Linked DNA regions of Pan troglodytes: all the other regions are linked to region 3. The links are chromatin contacts, called in public HiChIP or PLAC-seq maps. All regions are on one chromosome and are shown on one strand. The core of a region is the stretch at or near the end of the contact, and the rest is flanking DNA. Distances in the headings are between cores, read along the strand shown.

The links. HiChIP or PLAC-seq counts read pairs in DNA pulled down with a chosen protein or histone mark.
Region 1: a contact with region 3 is called in an H3K4me3 HiChIP or PLAC-seq map of stem cell-derived excitatory neurons, with 3 times the contacts expected there. The contact joins the promoter of ELOC here to the promoter of GDAP1 in region 3. A contact is called at or near these places in 1 of 7 Hi-C or Micro-C datasets (stem cell-derived neural progenitor cells) and 1 of 1 datasets of contacts at active chromatin or transcription factors (stem cell-derived excitatory neurons).
Region 2: an H3K4me3 HiChIP or PLAC-seq map of stem cell-derived excitatory neurons shows a contact between it and region 3, with 2.2 times the contacts expected there. The contact joins the promoter of UBE2W here to the promoter of GDAP1 in region 3. A contact is called at or near these places in 1 of 7 Hi-C or Micro-C datasets (stem cell-derived neural progenitor cells) and 1 of 1 datasets of contacts at active chromatin or transcription factors (stem cell-derived excitatory neurons).

Annotation. Positions count from the first base shown.
Region 1 is chr7:82,624,310-82,627,760 of NHGRI_mPanTro3-v2.0_pri, forward strand. ELOC (elongin C) reads right to left here and starts at 1,990. Exons shown (of 4, transcript NM_001252005.1): 1 at 1,943-1,990.
Region 2 is chr7:82,530,894-82,534,885 of NHGRI_mPanTro3-v2.0_pri, forward strand. It overlaps UBE2W (ubiquitin conjugating enzyme E2 W), which reads right to left and starts at 2,667. Exons shown (of 7, transcript XM_063816399.1): 1 at 2,487-2,667. The coding sequence starts at 2,588.
Region 3 is chr7:83,001,571-83,005,177 of NHGRI_mPanTro3-v2.0_pri, forward strand. It overlaps GDAP1 (ganglioside induced differentiation associated protein 1), which reads left to right and starts at 1,949. Exons shown (of 6, transcript XM_054656830.2): 1 at 1,949-2,162; 2 at 2,855-3,047. The coding sequence starts at 2,046.

The DNA.
Region 1 (3,451 bases), core at 740-3,239, 380 kb before region 3:
GAGGCTGAGGCAGGTGGATGGTTTGAGCCCAGGAGGTTGAGGCTAGAGTGAGCTGTGATAGGGCTACTGCACTTCAGCCTGGGAGTGCAGAACAGAGTGAGACTCTGACTCAAAAATAAATATGAGCATAATAGCAAAGATTTCCCTGATTATTTTCCAGTGCTAAAAAATCTACCAAAAAAACCAAAATAAACATTTTAGAAGATTTAAACAATTAAATATCACTTTAGAACTTGATGTATAGGACTGACTATAACTTCTGGCTGTAAACTAGTGCCTATTATATTACAGAATTACCATCTGGCAATGCATACACGTGTATTTTTTGAATGGTAGTTATCAAATTTCATATTTAAGAAAAAGAGGAACGGTCACTTAATATTAAACAGGGACCCCAAATCATCATTGGCAAGAAACAATAAATATCCATTATAGTACGTACCACAGCTGTTTCCTTGCCATTGTATCTCCAGAATGAATAAATCCACATGTAAACTGCTACGTTTCAACATGATTATAATGTAAATGAGATCAGACATATGTCATTTTAGGTAACTGAATAGAAAAGGAAACAACTTTCGGGGATCAAAAAGCAAATATGGAGCCAAGCGCGGTGGCTCACGCCTGTAATCGTAGCTCTTTGGGAGGTGGAGGCGGGCGGATCACCAGAGCTCAGGAGTCCAGCCTGACCAACATGGTGAAACCCCATCTCTACTAAAAAAAAAAAAAAAAACAAAATTAGCCGGCAGTGGCGGTGCGCGCCTGTAATCCCAGCTGCTCCAGAGGCTGAGGCAGGAGAATGGCTTGAACCCCGGATGCGGAGGTTGCAGTGAGCCGAGATCAAGTCACTGCACTCCAGCCTCAGGACAGAGCGAGACTCCGTCTCAAAAAAAAAAAAAAAAAAAAAAAAAGAAAAGAAAAAGAAAAAAAAGCAAATATGGCAGTTAAAAAGTGAGAAAGTGAGGTTTTAAGACACTAAAGAATTTCAAGGCCAGGCGCGGTGGCTCACGCCTGTAACCCCAGCACTTTGGGAGGCCGACGGGGGCGGATCACTTGAGGTCAGGAGTTCCACACCAGCCTGGCCAACATGTCGAAACCCCGTCTCTACTAATAATAGATTAGTCAGGCGTGGTGGCATGCGCCTTGGTCCCAGCTACGTGGGAGGCTGAGGCAGGAGAATCACTTGAACCTGGGAGGCAGAGGTTGCAGCAAGCTGAAAACGAACCACTGCACTCTAGCCTGGGCAACAAGAGCAAGTCTGTCTCCCCCGGCCCCCTAAAAAAGAATTTCGGTTTTCTACACTAAAAGCAATGTGGAGTAGAAATGCTCACTCTAAATGGCACAAACTCCACAGTTATATGTTACTCAACAGATCTCAGTTCCTTAAGAGAAACTCAATGGGCACAGTATTTCACACTAGATACCTCCTTTCAGACAAGACTGGACGGGCAGTAGATGCACGATACCCCCAACTCATGAAGTCGAGCATAGAATCACCCAACAAGTTACCCAGAAGATAAACTTCTCGGGTACTGCAGCTAGAAGAAGCGAGAGACCTCTCCCTGGGCTAGGGACTGACTTCAAGAAAAGAACTAATCTGAGCGGACACGAGGAACAAGCAGAAAGGAAAAGCGACAGGGCTACCATGCTCCTAACTCCACCCTCCCGCGCTCAGCCCGGAGAATGCCCAGTCTCGCTGGCTGCTGCCCCTCCTTCCACCTCTTTCCAAACCCACCGAGCGGCGCCAGGAAAGGTCCCGCCGCCCTCTTCTCCCCTCCCCCAAACTAGGGGCTGGGGAGGCCCAAGGAGGTTAACAGCTTCCGTTCCTTCCCCGCCCAGAAGGGAAGGGGTGGGAAGTGGGATTGCGAGCTCGTCCAGTCTCGGCCTCCCTCGCCCTCCACCCTTACCCGGAGCTCCGTTTCCGCCCCAGCCCGAGACTCACTCGTCAGTCCCGCAGCCACCGCAGCCGGGTCCCCGCGTACTGCCACAGCCCCTATCCCAGGGCCGCCCCCCCACCCCCAGCTGCCTGCTCCGGTGGGTTCCGGGGCAGTCGAAAGAATTACTTCCGCTGGGTCAGAGCCGCTTTCTGCGACGCGCGGGAGATCCGTACCTGGTGAGGCGAGGACGCAGAGTGTGTCGCTCACTTCCGTCTGGAGGTAGTGCGTAGCGCCCTACTCTTTTCCCCTATAGTAGGCCAGCCTATGAACGCAACCGGCAAATTTTGACCAATCCGAGTCTAGCTCTTCTGGATTCCCAGCATGCAGCGCAGACCCTGATCCAATTGCTGTAAAGACGCGTCCTTAGAGAGGCTCTCGGGAGTCCGAGAGAGCACTGCATTCTGGGATTTGTAGTTTCTCTGGTGGATACCGTCGGCGTTGGGACCGAGGCATCCCTGCATCCTGGGACTTGTAGTTTCTCGCACTGCGTGTTAATATTTTGGTGGTTTCAGAGACTGTCTGTACCTCTCATTTAGGGTTACGCCTGGAGGTGGGAGACTGCTGAGGAAAGATTGAAACGTGGGAGGGCGGTTTCTTTGCTAACGAGATCGTACTCTTTATGAAGCAGCATCTGTCCCTGGTGAAAAGTTGCTGTGCGTGCTGAAGAGCCAGCACAGCAACGACTAGCGCAATCGGCTGGCCTCATTTCCTCTCTTCCCGGTAGAATTCAATGTTAACTGAAAACTAACCACGTCCCCCACTCCACCCGCGAGGGTCCTGCCTTTGCCTCTGGGTTAGCTCAGCTGTCCTGGATCCCGAGCTCACGCACAGAAAATCCAGGCGCCTGCCAACACCGTTACTCAGTTTTTGGGAACTTCTTTCTCATTCCACGCCCCGCTTCCCACCCCCCGCGTTTCCTATGGTAAGATATACAGACACCTTTCCAGGAAGGCTGAAACAGCTAAATAAAGTTCACCTTCTACTGTTTTCCAGGAGTGTGGCATGAAGAGAATGTATGTAGGGCCAAGACAACATTACAAGGTGCTCAACGAGGCACTTTGTGTGCTCAAAAAATAGATAACAGGCTATCTAGAGTTTGTTGAACTGAGGACTTGCCAGAAAGGCTTTTTTTTTGTTTAATTTAGTTGATTTGGTAGATAAAAGACATTGGTTTTTTATAATTAGTTGCAATAATCAAGGAGATTGTCTTGGATAATTTTTTAAAGCCTTTACAGAAATCAGAACAAAGATTTTTTGGCTGTAATGGTAGCTCGAAGTAGAGTTTGGTGGGGAGGACAGGCATGGAGGTGCAGATGAGGAGGCTGTAGGCCCCTTTTCTTTTCTCTTCTCTTTTCTTTCCTTCTTTTTTATTGAGAGGGTGTCTCGCTCTGTCTCCCAGGCTGGCGTGCAGTGGCGCAATCTCGGCTCACTGCAGCCTCCACCTCCCAGGCCCAAGCAATTCTCGTGCCTCAGCCCCCTGAGTAGCTGGGATTACGGGTGTGCTCCACCACGCC
Region 2 (3,992 bases), core at 1,417-3,916, 470 kb before region 3:
GATAGTCAGGATATAAATTCTGTATAACAAAGATACAGAATAACCACACAGAAAGTAGGGTTGTCTTTCAAAAAGCTTGACATATATATTAAAATATTCTTAAAGATACTACCAGCAAATCTGCACTAGATATTTTAAAATACAAATAAAAAGGGAAAGACTTTTCAATAAAAATAGGAAGCATCCGTTTTCCATTCCTCTAACCAGAAAACACAGAAGAATAGAGAGTGATAAGATTTCGATGGAACAAAGTGAAGGAAAAACTCAAAAGGGTGGTAAGAGTCTGAGATAGTAATACTTAGGGCACAGAAAAATGCACTATTGCACTGTCAATCAAGTATTTGTTTCCAATTCTTAAGACATCATGTAGGCCAGGCACGGTGGCTCACACCTGTAATCCCAGCACTTTGGGAGGCCAAGGCGGGCGGATCACCTGAGTTCGGGAGTTCAAGACCAGCCTGACCAACATGGAGAAACCCCGTCTCTACTGAAATACAAAATTAGCTGGGCGTGGTGGTTCATGCCTGTAATCCCAGCTACTCAGGAGGCTGAGGTGGGAGAATCGCTTGAACTCGGGAGGTGGAGGCTGCGGTGAGCCAAGATCACCCCATTGCACTCCAGCCTGGGCAACAAGAGCGAAACTCCATCTCAAAAAAGAAAAAAGACACCATGTAAAGTTCAAGTTCAAGATTACCAACCTCTCTCTTACAAACAAATCTGCCTTTTCCAGATACTAAATCTAACGAGATGACACACTATGTTCTCTTGTCAAATACAAGTGTTGTGGATTTTAATCTTAATGTTTAGCCTCAAATAATGTTTTAATCTTAATACAGATAATAATCTTAAACTTGTCATAAAAAATGTTTTAATCTTAACACAGATAAAAATCTTTAAGTGATAATGTAGCCTATTGCATCTACTGTTCAACTAGCATTCCACTGTTCCTTTTTTGGCCTCAAATGACGAAACTTCTCTAACGTCTCTGGGGAGACTAGTGTAAAGTATGTTTCCTGAAATTGTTCCTGTTTTTTCCCTGCACCATTCGTGACATCTCTTCAACTAGAAATGTTACATAAAACTTTTCTGTTCTGCAGGCAAGTCCAGAGGGAGAAGCAAGGTAAAGAGAATATTGTAAGGAAAACAGGTTGAAAGGGGAATAACATAAAAGCACAGGAGTAAATGTGAAGCAAAGCTATATTTGTACAAAAGAGGAAGAAGATGCAGAAAAGGGAAGAAAAACACTTTTAGCAGAGAAAAGAAAAAAAAATGGAGGAGGAACAGAGACTTGCTTCTTCCAGAAACAAAAGCAAAAAACACTTCTAAGAAAACGTGGTCTCTTTACCCAAGGGGATATTATGAAAACGCTAAAGGGTACTCAGCTGACACTCCTATTGAGCGTTCTACTTTCTCTTCCAATGTCTTTGATACCGCTAGTCTTCACCTGTGAATTAAATGCAGGCTATAGATAACGCACTCAATCCCTGCACAACTACAATTGTGGTTGCCATCTTTGCCTGGAAACAAAAAACAAAAAACCCACAACTCCCTAGATTCGGGAAAAAGGAGTAAATTAAGTTGGAAAGCCAGAAAACCACGCCTTGCTAAGTCGGGGGGATATGGCACAGGTTAACAAACGCCTCCTACCAAACTAAGGTTCCACTAAAGGTCTGGGAATAAGGGCAAAGAGATGTATAGCCTTATCGCGACCGCAAGGGTGGGGCCTTGCAGGGGGAAACAAAATAGAGGGCAAGCTATCCCGAGAGGTTTAAGGGGGCTGAGGACTCGGCTCTCGGGAGATCGCCCATCAGGCGGTGGACACGGGGCAGCTTCGAGAGGAAGGAGACAGTGGACTGCTGGAGGAATGTCCGCGAGAATACCGAGGCTGATGGAAATAGAAGATACCCACGGGCACAGGATTAAGAGTCAAAGGGAAGAAGAGAGGGACGGGGCCGAGCAGTCTGGGGGGCCCGGCGTGGGAGGCCGGAGCAGAGGCCGCTAAGCGCCGTCCGCAGCCAGCCGCCTTCTCCGGAGACGCATTCTCGGCTCCCGCACACTCAGCCCCCCGCCGCCCCTGCCCCGGCAACAACCGCGGGCGCAGCTGTTTCCGTCGGGCCAGGGACAGCGGGGGTAAAGGCAACCCTGGGGCTGGCGGGCAGCAGACTGGCAGCGCCCGTGTGTGTGTGCGGGGAGCCGATTCTGAGACCGCCAACGCCAGACTTTGCCCTTTCTTCCCCAAGCCTCCTTTATCACCCAACTTCCCGGCCGGCTGGTGTCCGCTTCGACCGACGGATACCGCACCCCCCACAACGCCTCTCGCCGCCTCTTACCCCTCCCCCGACGCCCTGAGCTGAGGGAAAACAGGCCACCCGGACCGATCCCGAACCCGCCCGGGTGTCCCCGAATCGCGGACGCCACCCCCGCCCGAACGCTGGCACTCTCTCGGCGACTCCCTGGCCCGCCCAGATGCAGCAAACTCCTCTCACCTGCATTGACGCCATGATGGAACCATCCCCCCAAGACCGGCGAGGCCAGAGACGCAGGGGGAGGAGCTGCCGTGCTCGCGTCACGCCGCGGGGGCTCAACATCCCGGGCGCGGGGGCGGGGTCTGCGATGGGAAGGGGATGGAGCGAGGGGATTGGCTGGCGCGCAGGGCGGACGGGAGGAGGGGCTACGGGGCGGGGCGAGGGCGCGGTAAATGGCGCTCTGAGTACTTTCCGTTTCAGTCCGGCTGGCCGCTCACGCGTCGGGCCACCATTTACTCTCGTTACTGAGGAGACACGGCTCCAGTTTTGACCCGACTACGGTTGTTTTCTTCGTGTGTACCGCGAAATGCTGATGACGTCCGGTTCCGCGCAGTTTTTTTCCTATTTCGTTTCCAACGACAGTTGTGCGGTTCACAGATTTTTCCCTTGGGATGTGTTTTCCATACCTCCAAGCCCACTCTCAGAGCCTTGGGGCCCCATAAAACTTCATGCGCAGCTGCTTTCTGGTCTTTGCAGACCTGGAAGGCTTCTCGTATTCTTAATTTGGGGAAGAGAGACATAGGTTTCCTTGTACAACGGGATGAGGATTTAAGAGCAGAACGACACTGATATTTTAAAGGCGAGGGTATTTAGATTTGTGGAGCTGAAACTTGCCTGAAAAGGGAGACAAAATTTGGAAGTTTGTTGTGTGCAGTTTCTGCCCCTTACCCCAGCCCTTCACTTTTAAACTGCGCATATATCAACAATAGTTACGGTTGTTGCAGCAGTCTAAATTTGATTATCAGAGTTGACCCTAGGCGTGAATTTTTTTAAAATATACCAATGTCGTGTTATATACACTTATACCATTATGTCCAGACTTCTCTTAAGCCTATTTCGTGGTGGGCAGTTTTGTGGTCATTTAGGGATGAACTTGGGTAGGGAAAGCTGAGCATACATAATTTATTTTAGGAATGCACCAGTTCTGCCAACATTTATCAGAAGTCACGTTTTTAAAAAGCTATTCTGGAACTGAAGATGTCATTGGTTTATAAGAGGAAAATGGAAGCCAAAAGCTTACACCTCATGCTCTATCTTTAAAAATTAAGGTGGCAGACACAATGAGTAGAAGGCTTTTATGTTACCAAAATGAAGGCTTAAAATCTGTCATTTTATTGACTCGGCTTTCTTTTTAGAAATTTCTTTAAGATATAAAAGCAATGTGGAATATCACTCTTTCACACTCTTAAAATAGATTACGTTCTCTGGAACTTCTCTAATCTGAAATGTGTCCAAAAAGGAAAAAGATCTTTAAAATACGCCAGTTAGTCTATGGTATAATATTAAACACTATTCATGACTAGAGAAGTTATGGTGGTATACCCTCCCCTTTCTCAGATGTCCACCTTAATGCCAGAAATGAGCGGAGTTTCCCTTTGTTGTGCAAAATGACTGTGTCCTTGAGGGATGTTTGGATGCTCTTGGTAAACCGGAATCATCCAGAAGCATATCCGGTGTTAGCCTTGT
Region 3 (3,607 bases), core at 699-3,198:
TAATCAAGTCATTCAATGTTTCTTCTATGGCTTTGCTGTGGGCAGGATGTGATGGAGAAAAGTGTTGTGTTTGAGGGACCAGGGCTTTATTGTCAGGACTTTTTCAGCTTCAGGTGACACATGGCTTATCACGAGTATTGGAATTTATTCAAATATTTAGGATGATTTAGTATTAAGGTTGGTGCAAAAGTAAGCGTGGTGTTTGCTATTGAAGGTAATGGAATAGAAAACTAGGAATCTGAAGGTGGATAATTTAAAAATGAAGTTCTGAAGAGGAATGGGAGAGGAGGATTATATGGGTAGTTGTAAAAATTTTGAGACCTACAGAGAGAGGATGAAATGTAATATGATGCCCTCCTAATGTCAGTGAAGGGGCTTTTACACATATGTTTTTATCAATGGCTACATTCCAGGCAATACCCTAGGTGCTTTATATACATCCTTTCTTGAATTCCCACAGCCATCTGGGTAGGCATATAATTTTTATGTATCCATTTTTTACACACAATGAAGTCAAAGCTCAAGAAAGCTCAAGTTAGGGTAGAGCTAGAATTTAAACCCCACTCTGTCCGATTTCAAAGTTTTCCTCTTTCCGCTCTTACTCTTAAGTGTGAACTGATAAAAACAATTTTGGCAAGGAATTCACCTTTTCTATAGCACTTGAATTAACTGAAGGATATAAAAGACATTATGAAATCTTAAAAAATTATGAAAGAATTACAGAGAGTAACAAATGAGGTACTGTAAAGGCAAGGAAGAACCTCATGAGATTTTGTCTTTTCCAGGGGCCCTTCTCTGACCTGGGTTGGCTGCCTGTCCCTCCTTTCTCATAGTACTCTGTGTTCACCCTAAGACAGTTCTCATCTTTATTGTGATTGTCTATTTCCTTGGTCATCTCTACTGCCGGATTATATCTTGAGTGTTAGATATTAGATTTCACACATCTTTATATTACCAGGAGCCAGCACAATGTCTGGAACAGTGTAGGTGCTCAATAAATATTTGCCAAATAAATTTTACAGGCATTTATTCTATGGTCATATTTATACATATTACTGAAAGAGATTTTTTAAATCAACTTACTATATGATGCCAAAATTTCAAAGACATACAATAATAACTAGACTAATATAAAATTATGATTCTGACTATGGTTATAACAGAATGTTTATAAGGCAACTGAACCTGTGACTAAGACTGAGTGCCTACAACGTGACAGGGTGTTCTGAGTGTTTAACATTTTATTATTAATTTTTCATAAAAGTCTTATGAGGGAAACAATAAAATTATTATTCTTACTTAGAAAATGGAAAAACCAGGATATGAACTTGGGCAGTACTGTTGTAGAATTTTTGTGTTTAACAACTAGGCTATTTTATATCGCCATTGTTTATTAGCTGTTTATGACAAAAACAGTTTTTTTGCATGACTCCATAGTGGCATTTTTGTTTTCTTTTACAAAGCACAGTTTAATTATCAAAATCAAGTACTTACGGTTTATACAAGACTATTGTCTAATCTACAGCAGTTAGTCAAATTTGTGGAATTAGTCCACTAATGTCATAGTAGCATCTTCTAATGAAAGCTCATAGATCCTTTTCCTGTTGCTTTGTTTGTCGACCGTAACTTCCTTTCCAACAAAGGAACAGGCTGCAAGAGCAACCCTCAGTATCTTGGGAAATTGCTGCTTTTATACCTGAGCAACCCCCAAACCGAAGAGTAATTTGCTATCATCATTCTTCCTTACTGCCCTTCATAACCAGGGTCTCATATTTTTGATTTTTTCTTCTAAAAAAAAAAAAAACCCAAAAAACAACCGTTCAATTGCACCTCCCAGGTGCACTCCCAGGCTTGCCAGGGGCTTTCCAGTCGCAGACCCCGCGTTTTTGCAGACTCTGCCGCCGGCGAAACTACATTTCCCAGCGGGCCGCGCGCCCTCCTTCCGGCAGGTACCGCTCAAAACCCGGAAACGCCTTGCGGGGCAGTGTGGGAGGGAGAAGCCCAGGGCGGACAGGCCGGGCCCACCCGTGCTCGCGCACCCCAAGATGGCTGAGAGGCAGGAAGAGCAGAGAGGGAGCCCGCCCTTGAGGGCAGAAGGCAAGACCGACGCGGAGGTTAAGCTCATTCTGTACCACTGGACGCATTCCTTCAGCTCTCAAAAGGTACAGGCCTTGGCGGCGGAGGGTGGCGCGGATCGGGCTTCAGCACTGGGACAGCTCCTTCTGAGTCCCGCCCAGGGAAGCCGGTCCACCTAGAAATCCGCCTCCAGTGTCCTGACCCCGGGCAGGCGCTCCCTCCAGGCGGGGACGCGCCCGGGTGGGGAGCGGGGAGAATCGATCGGAGATGATCCTATGTGGCTATGGCCCAGGCTCCGCCTCTCGCGAAATGCGACAAAAAAGCGTCATTTTCAGTATTTGATCTGGAGGCCTTGCCTGCTGGGCTTCGGAGAGAGGCAGAGGGAGGTGCCTTTGTGCACCCTCATAATCTGCGATCTCTTCTTTTGCTCTCTCGCATTCACTGTCTTCAGCAAGAGCTGATGTACCTACATGTCAGGTTCTTGTCTGGGGAGGACCCGTAATCAGGTTTAGGACACCGAGAAAGTGGTAGTGATGAGGAGGGTGACTGTTTAATGAATACAGTCAGAATCATTTCATTACTTATTTTGTGTTCTTCTCTTAATTTGTTGAATATTGTTCTGTACTTACTTGTTAATTCCAGGAATAGGAATTGTTAAAACGACTGTTGAAAATGTCAGTAACACAGGGAAGCCCAGAAAGGCTGCTTAGCGGTGTCCAGGGAAGTCATTTAATTGAAAGCTTTCATGTGTTGTAGTAACCAGTGTGAACTCTTCCAGGTGCGCTTGGTAATTGCTGAAAAGGCATTGAAGTGCGAGGAACATGATGTAAGTCTGCCCTTGAGTGAGCACAATGAGCCTTGGTTTATGCGTTTGAACTCAACTGGAGAAGTGCCTGTCCTTATCCACGGGGAAAACATAATTTGTGAGGCCACTCAGATCATTGATTATCTTGAACAGACTTTCCTGGATGGTAATGTTAAGGCTACTTGCGATTTCTTGGATTTACTTTCAACATAACTATGTGTTCCCTTTCTCTTTTTCTCTCTCTCCTCTCTCTCTTTCTCTTGTGTCATGATGGTGGTTTGGGATTAAAAACCTTTTCCATTTCCATAAGCACACAAATATCAAATAGGTCAATAACAAATTTTGTATAGGCTAGTGTAATGCTATTTAAAAGAATTTAATGCAAAGTACAAATGTTAATGTTGAAACTTAAAAAAATTCACTTGCAAAAAACTGCAAATGTGTGGTTTGTGTTGGTGATTTCTTAGTCTTAAATTCATAATATTCTAAATGTGCACTGTGACGATTTCATCTAATATACCAAATGGTTTCACCTTAAAAACAAGAGGGAAAAAAGAGCAATAAATCTTAAAGGAGAATAGAATGTTAGTATACCTGAGTTCTTTGCCCCAGTCACTTCTGAATTGTTTGAATTTTATATCTTTACTAAGGAATTATAGGGCTTAAATTTGTATAGTGCATTTAGGTAAATCATTTATTAACAGCTTGTTATGTGTCAGACATTTT